Linked DNA regions of Mus musculus: all the other regions are linked to region 2. The links are chromatin contacts, called in public promoter capture Hi-C maps. All regions are on one chromosome and are shown on one strand. The core of a region is the stretch at or near the end of the contact, and the rest is flanking DNA. Distances in the headings are between cores, read along the strand shown. Region 1 holds the start of Tbc1d23 (TBC1 domain family, member 23). Region 2 holds the start of 4930461C15Rik (a long non-coding RNA gene). Region 3 holds the start of Tfg (Trk-fused gene). Region 4 holds the start of Nit2 (nitrilase family, member 2).

Region 1 (2,700 bases), core at 54-2,553, 1.2 Mb after region 2:
CGAACAGAAACTTACTTTACTTAATTAAAGCTATTTCTGGTCATTCCTGCCCCATCTAAAACTTAATTGTTTTCAGTTTTTCTACACATTACCCCTGCATTTCTCAGTGTGCATGCATCTATTGCTAATATATTGATATCAAACATAAACGATGCCTTTTGTTTGTAATCTGTTTGGTTCATCTAACAATGGCATTTTCAGATTTATCCATAAATTTCATGTAGTTAACTGCATCGTTGTTCCTGGGCTTAAAAATATTTGTTCAGCTCCTCCCTGAATCTGTACTAGGCAAAGATAGCCCAGGGGCTAGTGTTTTGGTAATACTGGTACTGTGGATGAAACCTGGGTGCGGAACAAGGAGGCCCATTTAGAGGGACAAATGGGACTTTGGCTAGGAAGGGAAGGATCTCGGCAGCTTTCTTTTTTTTTTTTTTTTTTTTAAGATTTATTTATTTATTATATGTAAGTACACTGTAGCTGTCTTCAGACACTCCAGAAGAAGGAGTCAGATCTTGTTACGGATGGTTGTGAGCCACCATGTGGTTGCTGGGATTTGAACTCTGGACCTTCGGAAGAGCAGTCGGGTGCTCTAACCCACTGAGCCATCTCACCAGCCCCCCTCGGCAGCTTTCTTAAACTGATTTTTTAAACTGGAATTTCAGTTTCAGAACTACAGTTGATTCTCCTGGCTGTTAGAAGACATATTTAAGATAGAAGACTAGAGTATAATTTTCTTAACTGGATAGCTTGACAGAGTCCTTCGTGTATTTTTATTTTTCTTGTAGCTCTGGTGATTGAATCATTGAGGATGCTGGGCAAGTGCTGTATGGTTTACTAAGTCCCTGGCCTTTTTATTTTTTTGAATGGTCTTTACAAATGATGTGGTATGTCCTTTCCTTTTTTTCTATTCAGCCTACCTTCTCTGTGTGAATTCATACTTGCCCTCCTCTCTCCACTAGCTGGGATTCTCAATTCTGGCTCACACCGGACAGCCAGAGACCCAAACATTAAGACGCCAAGCCAGGATGCTTCACTTTCAGAGTCTCCTCTGAGCCACGCCTGCCCGCAGCGTGGCGCCCCGCCCCATCCCGGAGAACCCCTCCCACTCCCCAGGGTCGGCCCCGCCCACAAGCCTTGTGCCCCGCCCACTCCGTTCGCGGGCCCTTGGCATCCTGGGATTTGTGGTCTTCCATAATCTTCTCCCTCTCGCAAAGCTCCGGGCTCCGCCTTTCGCCCTAGAGACGTGGTGACGTTGCATCCTTCCAATTCCTCGCCTCCTCCCTCTTTCGCTCTGGTGAGTCTCAAGTCTCAGACTTCATAACTCCTTTTACGACACTGAATCTCTGAGACAGTCTCGGTGCCAGGTCCACTTTTCGGCAAAGTGACGTGGACGTCAACAGCAATGGCGGAAGGAGAAGAGCTTCTGCCACTGTCAACGTCGGGCGGGGACAGCTGGTGAGTGCGAGCCCAGGTTTAATTCCCACTGGCCCCTTCTCTTCCTGTTCGCCATCCTGCCTGTCCCCGAGGTGCTGGCTGGCGGGGCGTGGAGCAAAAGGCACCTGTCCTCCTCTGAGCCCCTGCCCCGCCCCCTCTGCTTCAGGGTCCCCTCTGCCCGCGGGCTTCTGCGGCTGGGGCAGAATCCCGGGGACTCAGGGGCCATCCTGGATCTGCGCCTAAGTCAGGTCCTCCCGCTTGGCCCAGCGAAGAGAGTGGCTTCCCCACTGAGTTCGCCGAGTCCCTAGCCAGGGAGTTGGAATGGGCGCACTAAGGAGGAAGTTCTTGGATGGAGATCTCAGACCATTTGAAATGAGATCTTTTGAAATAACCACCGCGACCTTTGACAGTGCAGAGGTCGTGAGATACACCCAGCAAGATTCCTTCTACGTAGTTCAGGGTTGTCTTTAAAAAAAAAAATTATTATTATTAATTTTGTTTATCTCCCAACAGTTTCTAACATTTGTTATTATTATTTTTTTTTCTTCCCCACCACTTTCCTCACAATTTAATTTCATGACTTGGAGGGCGTTTTGAATTTTGTTACTGTTTCTCCCGGGCATTTGCATGTGTCTCTGGGGCTGTGGGAAGATTTGGTTTTTAAAGGAACTCATGTAGCCCAAGGCTGGCCTCGAACTTTCTGAGTGGCTGAGGATGACTGTGGACTTCCAATGCTTTTGCTTTCTCCTCCCGAGTGCTGGCTTGTAAGCTCCATCCTGCCTGGTTTGTGTTGGGCTGGGGATTGAACCGAGGGCTTCCTGTGTGCTAGGACAAGCATTCTACCAACTGTGATACATCCCCAACCCTGCCAATACCTTTTTGGTAGGCATTATTTTTCCCACTGAGGGTCATTAATTTTTGGTGGACACTTCTACTTTTGAAGTTGTGTGTGTGTGTGTGTGCACGTGTATATCTTACAGTTGATCTAACTGTATTGACCAGGTGTAAGACTCATGGATTTTGCTGTTGTTTTTCACAGTGTTTATATATCACTGTCACGGTGTACCTACACACAATGCAAGCCTTTGGTAAATTTGTACTTTACTAATTGAGGACAATAGAAATAACAGAAAGGAATACACGATATAGCAGTTGAGTAGCTGGTCTTCTGGGGACTGACAGGTACACATGTAGCAAGCTAAAGTTAATTTTGTTCTCTGAGATTGTAAATAAGTGTTGTGGGAGTTCAGAAGAGGCAGAAACCAT
Region 2 (2,700 bases), core at 89-2,588:
AATCTGCCTATTAGACCTCTAAACCTTAGGTTGCTCAGTTTAAATGTGACTATTAAAGAGGACAGTTTACGTTTTTCTCTTAGCGATTACCTCTCACACGTCCATCAAGGCTGCACCTTCCCAAGAGACAATCCCATGACCTTGAAGATATTCCTTACTGACAAAAAGTGCACACAGTGGGAAGCTGAACTGAGAAATGGAAAACGTATTTCAAGAAACTCTCCCTAGCAATTAGTAACAAGAAAAGCCATGGAAGAAATAAAGCCAAACAGAATGTGGTACGCTGCCCAAAGCAGCAACACTAAAAAGTTCAGTCCTGTATTCTCTTTCTATTGTTGATGATTTATCAACCAACAGTTGTTCCCGCTTCTGGAATGGGATTGTAGAAGGAAAAGAAGCTTTGTCACTTTCTGAGAAAGTTTGCGCTTTTGGTAGTGGACCGCTACTCTGGGCCACTTCTGTGTTTGATCAAGACAATCTACAAACCACGGTCCTCAGTAATGGGCAGGTGCTCTGAAGAACGAATTGCAAACGTAAGCAAGGCTCTAGAGAGCACTGCAATTTGCTTCATTCGCGTTAGAACCTGGGCGCTATCCCTAAGAACAGCAATCCCTGCCTGTCTTTAATAAGCTCAAGATGCTTTTTAATTTGCTCCCGACTCCGTCCATCAGTCCAGAAGGAGACAGCAAGGAGGCCTCCACGGCAGGGTCTCATACGTCCCTCTTTCACAGAAATGAATGGCTTTGCGGAAAAGTAAAGCGACACAAACTTGAGACACCGGGCGGCACCACCACCCCGCCCCGGTCCCCGCCACATCAGCCTCGCCAGTGTGGTGTCTCTGCATCTCTGGGTTCGTCGGCAGGTTCCTCCAACAGCCAAGAGCCTCAGGAGGCCGACCGGTGCGGGCCACCACTCACCTTGCTGGCCTCCAGCGTCCTGGAGCAGTAGGAGCAGCAGAAGGAGCAGTCGAGGCCTGGAGGAGGAGTTGCGGCCAGGAGGGAGGGGACAGCAGCCGGCGCTGGGCAGCGCGGCCCGGCCGGTGGCGGCGGGCGCGGCCGGGCCTCCGGGACCCTGGGGGCTGCGCGCGGCTCTCAGCGGCGCCCGGCTCGCCATCGCGGCGGCCGGCAATCCGCCCGCATAGTGCGCGCGCCGCGGAGCCCCGCGCGCCCGGGGCCCGCAGCACCCGGTGAGGACCGGGCGGCAGCGCAGCGCGCCTCGTCCCCTCCGCCCTGCTCCCCGCGCCCGCTTCACCGAGCTTCCCGCCCCGAGACCCCAGGCCGGAGCGCGGCGGATCGGAGGATAGCACCGGGGCCCGAGCTGGAACGCGCTCCCGCCGCGCTCGTAGACCGACCGTCTCTCGGGCGGGCCGGCCCCGCTCTCTCGCCCTCCCTCCCTCCCGCGCGCGCTGGCCACGCCTCCTCCTCATGCTGAGACCAATGAGCGGCCAGATCTGGTCCAGCTCCTTCCGTGCCGTCCAATCATCACGCCGTCTGCTCTGTCGACCTGTTAGCTCCTCTCCTAAAGCTCCACCGCCCCTCATCCGCGTCTGCCAATCGCCCTGGACCTCTGGGAGCGTCCCACCCGCCTCCCTCGATCCGGGTTCGCCCCCAAGCCGGGGCCGGGAGCGGTCCCCGCCCCGCTGAAGAGCCTGTAGTTTTTGGGACCACTGCCCAGAGAGAACCCGCCGAGACTCTCTGGTCAGTGACTTCCGGGACTTCCCCATCCCGCGCTCTCCAGCTTCCCAGAGCCTGCTTGCTCCTGGCTCCTCCCCCGTCGAACATCAGGCCACTGGAAGGGGTGGGATGGCTGGATGCTGGAAGATTTCAGCTGGGAGCTGTATTTAAGGGACTGTTTTTAAATAGCAGAGTATGTTTTTCTTAATTAAAACTGCAGTCAATTGCAGCAACATCTGCGGGTACAATTACAAATGTAGTGTTCAGTTTTTGCAAAGATAGCTTCTAGGACTTTGGAGAGGAAGTATAAAATAAGACCCGTGTTGCTGAGACTATTTAAGTCCACTATCTGTAAAATTGTGCTCAGAGAAGTCCCAGGAATTAGAGCCACTTTATAGATAATTTGCAGGTTTTGGAATGGGGAAGAAATGTCAGTACATCATGCACGTCAGAATGAAACAAGTACAAATTCAAATAATAGGCAATTTGATGGAGTTTTTGAGCAGGCAGTATGGCAGAAGAAAGAGCAGTCTTTAAAGAAGAATCCACAGAACTAGACAGTAGATTTATAAAGAGAAACCATCAGGGATATTTTTAATTAGGGACTCCCTAAAAAAAAAAAAAAAAGTATTGTACCTTTAACAAACAGGGACTTAGTAAGATAGAACAGTTTGCATAGCAAAGGAAGTAACTATAGAGCATCTGTATTACCTTTCAGTTTATGGTGGTTGATTTTTCACAGTATTGCTGCTGTGCCCTGTCCTGCTGATGACTGCCTTTAACAAGCCATAATTTCTGGCAGCTGGGTCTTCTCAACGCTAAGCAACGGATGCTGTACAGCAAACTGATACTGGCATAGGATGTCTACTACCTTGAGTGTATTAAATGTTCCCTTGACTTAACGTGTTCTCAAGTGATGGTGGGTTTATCAAATGTGACTCTTATCATAAGCTGAGAAGCACCTATACTGGGATGCAAAGCCAGAGAGATAGGCCATTGGTTAAGAGCCCTTGCTGACAATCCTTAC
Region 3 (2,700 bases), core at 169-2,668, 1.7 Mb after region 2:
TTGTGACTATGAAGGTAAGCTGAAATTATTAACAAAATAGTACCCCAGTTAAGTAGTGAATGAATATATTGTCCTGAAAGCAGACAAGCAACAGTACTAAAGTCCTTTCTGAGCACTGCTACAAAATCTACAACCTCTTCTTTCCAGATTATTCTGGTAATGAGATCTCTGTGTTTCTAGATGTAGATTTTTTTAATAAAAAGTATGCTCAAATTACATCTATAGGCATTGTATGGTTTTTGCACAGATACTATAGGGAACTGTATCCATGTCTAGGACATACGGTATTATAGAAAAGAACATAAAGGAACATAGCAAAAGAACAAATTATAAAGAAAGAAGTCTGTATGAGACCAGAGCACACATCTAAGCTTTCTTCCTGGACACACTTAATTTCTTCCAGCAACAAGTCCCTAAACCATGTGAATAGTCTGCCAGAAGTTACTTGTAAGACTTAGATTGTAGTGTTAGATTATACCACTCCACTTTGCTTTATTTATTTATTTTTCTTCTTCTTCTTGTTAAAGGAGATTACGGGACCCACTGGTTGCTGTGTACTAAGATTCCTGGCACCCAGATTGCAAGCAGATTGAAATGTGTTCAGCGTAAAATACATTTATTCAAACACTTTAGACACAAGGGATGGCTCTTAATAAAGAACAGTGGAAGCATTGTTGAATTCTAGTTGCTCAGACACTAGTCAGGGACCAATGTGTAAGCAGTCTTTTCAAGGGTGAGTCCAAGCCGTGTTTGCTCCTTTGTGACTGAGTCACCTCACTCAGGATGATAATTCTCAAGTTCCATCCATTTAAACACATCCAAAGCAAAAAGAAAACTGAATTTAGGCGAGTGTAGGGTATGGTCAAATCTCTATCCTATAAAAGCCTTCTTGAAGCCTCGGTTTTTACTATCCAAGTTTGTCTTTTGCACCGGTGGGTGTGCCCTCTAAACTCGGATCTTCCTAAATGTTTGGGTAGAGCTTAGCTGGGGAACTGACTCATCCTAGCACTCTTTCGGCAAAGCGTAGGCACTCAATCCTGAATGAATGAATGAATGAACGTGTAGAAAGAAGGCGGAAAAGGGGTTCGTTTTTTCCGAGATGTGACAGACTAGCGCGTAGTCACGACAGCCACAAAGCAACAAGACCCAAACCTTTCTGGACAGATGCCCCACTTCCCCCAGGCTCTCGTAGCAAACCCAGCCCTGCAGACTACGCCCCGCCCACCCAGCAGCCAGACTTAGGAAAGACTGGCTGCCCGGAAAACCGGAAGTGCTGGTAATTCCCTGCGCATGCGTGTCCGCCTCGGCTCGCACTTCCTACACTCGGTCATCCAGTGAGGAAGCCGGGCCGCTCACCCGACGCAGCGGGGTCTTCGCCCGCCCCGCCCCTCACCCACTGCGCATGCGTCCTGACTGGCTTGTGCGCCTGGAGGCGGGGCGCCAGGGCAGTTTTTTTTTTTCTCCCCTTCGCTCCCGCCCCTGCGCTTCCCACCTGCCACGTACGGGACCGTGGCTGTCGCTAGGCTCGTCGGGTGCGTGCGATTGGCCAGCTCTGCGCAGCCTGCAGCTCGGCGAGGCTCGGCGGACGGCGGCGGAGCGGACGGGGTTTGGAAGCCTCCTCTGCGACACCGAGTGAGCCCGCAGCGGCCGGGTCAGCTGAGGTGGACGGCCTCGGCAAGCGGGGTATGTCCGCCGGAGTGAGGCGCGCGTGGCGACTCAAGGAGGAGGTCGGGGGAACCGGGAGGGCCGCAGGGCTTCTGGAACCTCCCAGCGCCGGGTGGGAGGGTGGGGCTGGGGACCGTGGGAAGGGGCTGGGAGGGAGGGCGCAGGGCCCGGGTGAGGCGGACGAGCGGCCCGGCATGGGGGAGGGGCGGCTGGGAGGGAGGGAGGGAGGGGGAGGAGAGGGCGCCCGGCCCGGCCTGACCTGGAGGGCGTTTGGCCCCGCTGATACCCCAAGTCCTGTTCCCTCCGGCCCCAGAGAGTAGAGGGGAGCCTGGGGGTACCTCTTACGGAGGTCGAGAACCAGGGATCGAAGAAGCCTGGGGCGTTTGCTCGGTGCTTCACCCTCTAGAGCAACTTGGAAGGTGGAGGGTGAATCATGGAAGACATAGAAAGGGGGCTTGAGAAAGCCCAAAGCGTTTGTGCCTGATCCCCGGGAGTGGCTTGGACGTTGGAGCGTAGACCTGGAGTTAATCGGTAGATTGAGGACACAGAAAGGAGCCCCATTCGGTCGTACACTCCCGTGCTTAGTGTCCTCTTGGGGCCCTACCCAGTTTTACTGATTACAGTTGCCAACTTTTGTTAAGTTGCCGTCTCTGGGCACGGTAGGGAGAATTGTAGATAGGTAATCTCAAAGATTCTACCAAAGTAGCTTGTTAGGCTCCCTTCGCATGTGCAGAAAGTACGCCGCAGAGAAGAACTTGAGCTCACATAGCTACCAGTGAAAATGGTTACATTCTTGCCATATACACTGCGTGTCATACAGATTTTGAGACCCACTTACAGTTTTAGAATAATCAAGGTTCTTTAAAGAAAGAAAAGAAAAGAGAGAAAGAAAAAATAGAGAAGAAAAAGGAGCCAGTTGGTGGTGGTGCACTCAGGAGTCAGAGGCAGGTGGATTTCTGAGTTCGGGGCCAGCCTGGTCTACAGAACAGCCAAGGCTACCCAGAGAAATCCTGTCTTGGGGAGGCGGGGACAAGA
Region 4 (2,700 bases), core at 88-2,587, 1.2 Mb after region 2:
CTTTCTACTAGAGCTGTCAATAGATCTGTCACCTTAGACCTGGCTTTGTCTTCAGTAGTTGCCATGGCTACCAGGCCACTGCAGTTTCTAATGCAAGATGAAGATGGGGTAAATATGTTAACCCTGGAAGACATAAGGCCATACTGCAACCCATCCCCACACCTTCCTCCAGCGCATACATTCTTTGTTCACCCCGCTTCCCCAGTGTTCTCAGGTTCTTGGAAGAAACAATTCTGTGATCCCCTCAGGACGATGTAGGTGCTTAGATCCAAACCCAGGTCCTTTGCAAGAGCACCAAGTGCTCTTAACCACGGAGCCATCTCTCCAGCCCTGCTTTGTCCTTTTCAAACTGCTGTTTATGGTTCTCTCTCTCTCCCTCTCTCTGTCTCTCTGTTTGGCTCTCTCTGTCTCTCCCAAAGTTTGTGAAAAGCTCAGCCCCACTGAAGACAGCTGACTAAAATTTCTTTTGGGGATCTGATCTGCAGGCTTTCTTTCCTCTTGTCAAGCTCTCTAATCCCCTTGGCTCCGTGCTCTGCAAATGTGACAAGGTATAGACTTTAACTTGCAAGCACTGCAAAGCTTAGAAAGCAATGTCACTAGCTGGGTGTGTTGCTACAGGACTCAATCCCTGCACTCAGGAGTGGGAGCAGGAGGATTAGACGTCAAGGTGAGCCTTAGCTACATAGCAAGTTAAAGTGCAGCCTAGGCTACAAGAGACCCTGTCTGAAAACCGGAAAAGCTCAAAACAAAAATAAATATTTACATAAATGATAATGAATAAAAATTAAATAATAAATACAAAGGTCAAATCGTAGAATACTGCTTAGCACCAACTCTATCTCTTTCCCCAGCCCAGTTAGGAGCAAGGTTCTGAAGTCCTGCTAGCCTAAAACAACCAGGTGCACTTCCTCAAGCCAGTCAGCATGGAGCATCGTTACCCTGGCCACTGCCATGATCTAACCTGAAATTTATGTCCTTTGTGCCACAAGTAGGACCTTTCTACCCCAGACCATTTATGGCACACTACCATAACGTAGGCTTCTCTTTTTTGACTTTGCTTTTGAAGGCCCTATATAAAGAATTTGTAATTATCACTTCTTGGTGTATGCAACCGCAAAGGGTGAGCCATTTTTAGTACGGTGCCCAGGCAAGAATGTAGACTGGTACTGAATGTGCACAAAGTCGGAGGCTTACTCACCTACATTACAGCACAGCACAAAACAAAACAGTAAAATCCTCAAAGCTCATCGAGGCTCCGCCCCTCGACCCAGCCCTTGACCACGCCCCTTCTGCGCGCGCGGCTCGGCCCCGCCTTCTGCACGCTGCGGAGGAGATTGACTGGCAGGAGTCCCTGTGGCCTGCGGTGCACCGTGGAAGAGCCATGTCTAGTAAGTGGCTCGTGGTCTGGTTGTCCAGCTCCCAGCGGGAGCGGGGTCCTCCGTGCGGCGGTGCAGATGAGCCGGCTGGGTCCTTGCGTCCCCCGGTCAGCCATGCCGGTGGCTCTTGTCACCGGTGTCCGCGGCGCGGCGAAGCCCAGGGGCGGCTGGCCGTGCGAGCACAGGCCTCCGCGCGGGGCGTCCTGTGCTGTCGGAGCTGGTCAGCTTGCGGGTTGGGTGGTGGTGTCCAACTCGTGGCTCTGACTTCCTCGCCTCACAAAGCGGTGGATAATCACACCTCACTCCGCAGTTCCTCGTCTGTAAAAGTTTATAGTTGCACTGTCCTGGCATATTCATGTAAATGTTGTTCCCGTAATAGGCCCGTCACTCGAGGTGTTTTCGTGCCCTCCGCCCCGACTTGTTCATCTTCAAAATCATTAATCGCTTTCCGGAGAAGGGGAAGCAACAAGTCTTGCACACGGAGGACCCCAGTGGAGGGGTTTTCCTGCGTAAGCCTGCAGAGGGCGCTTTTGCACCGGCCCCTAACCTGGGTCGGGACCTTGTCCATATTGGGTGGCTTTTGGAAGAAGCTAGAAACAAAACTATAGTTTTATTATCCTTTCCTGCCTCAGGAGCAGAGGCAGTCTAACTTCCTAGGGTTAGGGGAGATATTAGTGAGTTTCTGTGATACTCTGGTGACAGCTCAAGGTCTGTTAACCTGAAAATAATGCCAGGTTTTGGTTTCATTTGTTTTTATACAGATTCTGGCACTGTTCAATTAAGAGGTGTTAGGGGCTAAATGCCTTTTTTTTTTTTTTCTCTCTCATCATATTTAGGATAAGCCAAGGAATGAGCGATCATAGTTTTTATACTTTTAAGGAGAGCTTCGGCCTTCTTCAGAAGCCAGGTTTTGTCAGTGTTGTCGATATACCCCTTTAGATTGCCAGTAGTTGGGTCAATCAAAAACCATGTTCAAATACTGCCTGATATCCTGTTTGAGAATCCTGGCCCTGGGTGAACTTAGTGGGCAGATCTGATGACTTTTTTTTTTTTTTTTTTTTTTCTTTTTTCCCCAGCTTTCCGCCTGGCCCTCATACAGCTTCAAGTTTCTTCCATTAAATCAGATAACCTTACCCGGGCTTGTAGCCTAGTGCGGGAGGCAGCAAAGCAAGGTGCCAACATAGTTTCTCTGCCTGTAAGTATCAGGGCAGCCTGCCCATTCTTCAGGAGCTGTGGATCCACCACAGTACTGCGTGCTGGCAGTGGTCCTCTTATGTCCCACCTCCAGCAATGCCTTTTGGAACCCTAATATTGTTTCGTATTT

Evidence for each region. Promoter capture Hi-C pulls out the DNA fragments that hold promoters and counts their contacts. Capture Hi-C pulls out chosen DNA fragments and counts their contacts.
Region 1: a contact with region 2 is called in a promoter capture Hi-C map of liver, with 8 times the contacts expected there. The contact joins the promoter of Tbc1d23 here to the promoter of 4930461C15Rik in region 2. A contact is called at or near these places in 7 of 39 promoter capture datasets (the 3T3-L1 cell line, cranial neural crest, frontonasal cranial neural crest and 3 more), 3 of 484 Hi-C or Micro-C datasets (Sertoli cells, muscle stem cells and nephron progenitors), 4 of 115 datasets of contacts at active chromatin or transcription factors (astrocytes, embryonic stem cells and stem cell-derived neural progenitor cells) and 2 of 9 other capture datasets (embryonic stem cells and liver).
Region 3: a promoter capture Hi-C map of liver shows a contact between it and region 2, with 7 times the contacts expected there. The contact joins the promoter of Tfg here to the promoter of 4930461C15Rik in region 2. A contact is called at or near these places in 4 of 39 promoter capture datasets (the 3T3-L1 cell line, hippocampal neurons, liver and 1 more), 1 of 484 Hi-C or Micro-C datasets (muscle stem cells), 2 of 115 datasets of contacts at active chromatin or transcription factors (astrocytes and microglia) and 2 of 9 other capture datasets (adipose tissue and liver).
Region 4: a contact with region 2 is called in a promoter capture Hi-C map of adipose tissue, with 4 times the contacts expected there. The contact joins the promoter of Nit2 here to the promoter of 4930461C15Rik in region 2. A contact is called at or near these places in 5 of 39 promoter capture datasets (the 3T3-L1 cell line, cranial neural crest, hippocampal neurons and 2 more), 2 of 484 Hi-C or Micro-C datasets (muscle stem cells and uterus), 1 of 115 datasets of contacts at active chromatin or transcription factors (astrocytes) and 1 of 9 other capture datasets (adipose tissue).

Annotation. Positions count from the first base shown.
Region 1 is chr16:57,230,069-57,232,768 of GRCm38.p6, reverse strand. Tbc1d23 (TBC1 domain family, member 23) reads left to right here and starts at 1,303. Exons shown (of 19, transcript NM_001358433.1): 1 at 1,303-1,455. The coding sequence starts at 1,403.
Region 2 is chr16:58,407,169-58,409,868 of GRCm38.p6, reverse strand. It overlaps 4930461C15Rik (a long non-coding RNA gene), which reads left to right and starts at 1,338. Exons shown (of 4, transcript XR_384912.2): 1 at 1,338-1,697. It overlaps Dcbld2 (discoidin, CUB and LCCL domain containing 2), which reads right to left and starts at 1,334. Exons shown (of 16, transcript NM_028523.3): 1 at 918-1,334. The coding sequence starts at 1,113.
Region 3 is chr16:56,716,168-56,718,867 of GRCm38.p6, reverse strand. It overlaps Tfg (Trk-fused gene), which reads left to right and starts at 1,418. Exons shown (of 8, transcript NM_019678.3): 1 at 1,418-1,683.
Region 4 is chr16:57,165,969-57,168,668 of GRCm38.p6, reverse strand. It overlaps Nit2 (nitrilase family, member 2), which reads left to right and starts at 1,337. Exons shown (of 10, transcript NM_023175.1): 1 at 1,337-1,388; 2 at 2,453-2,571. The coding sequence starts at 1,382. Gm16892 (a long non-coding RNA gene) reads right to left here and starts at 1,300. Exons shown (of 2, transcript XR_003951893.1): 1 at 1,199-1,300.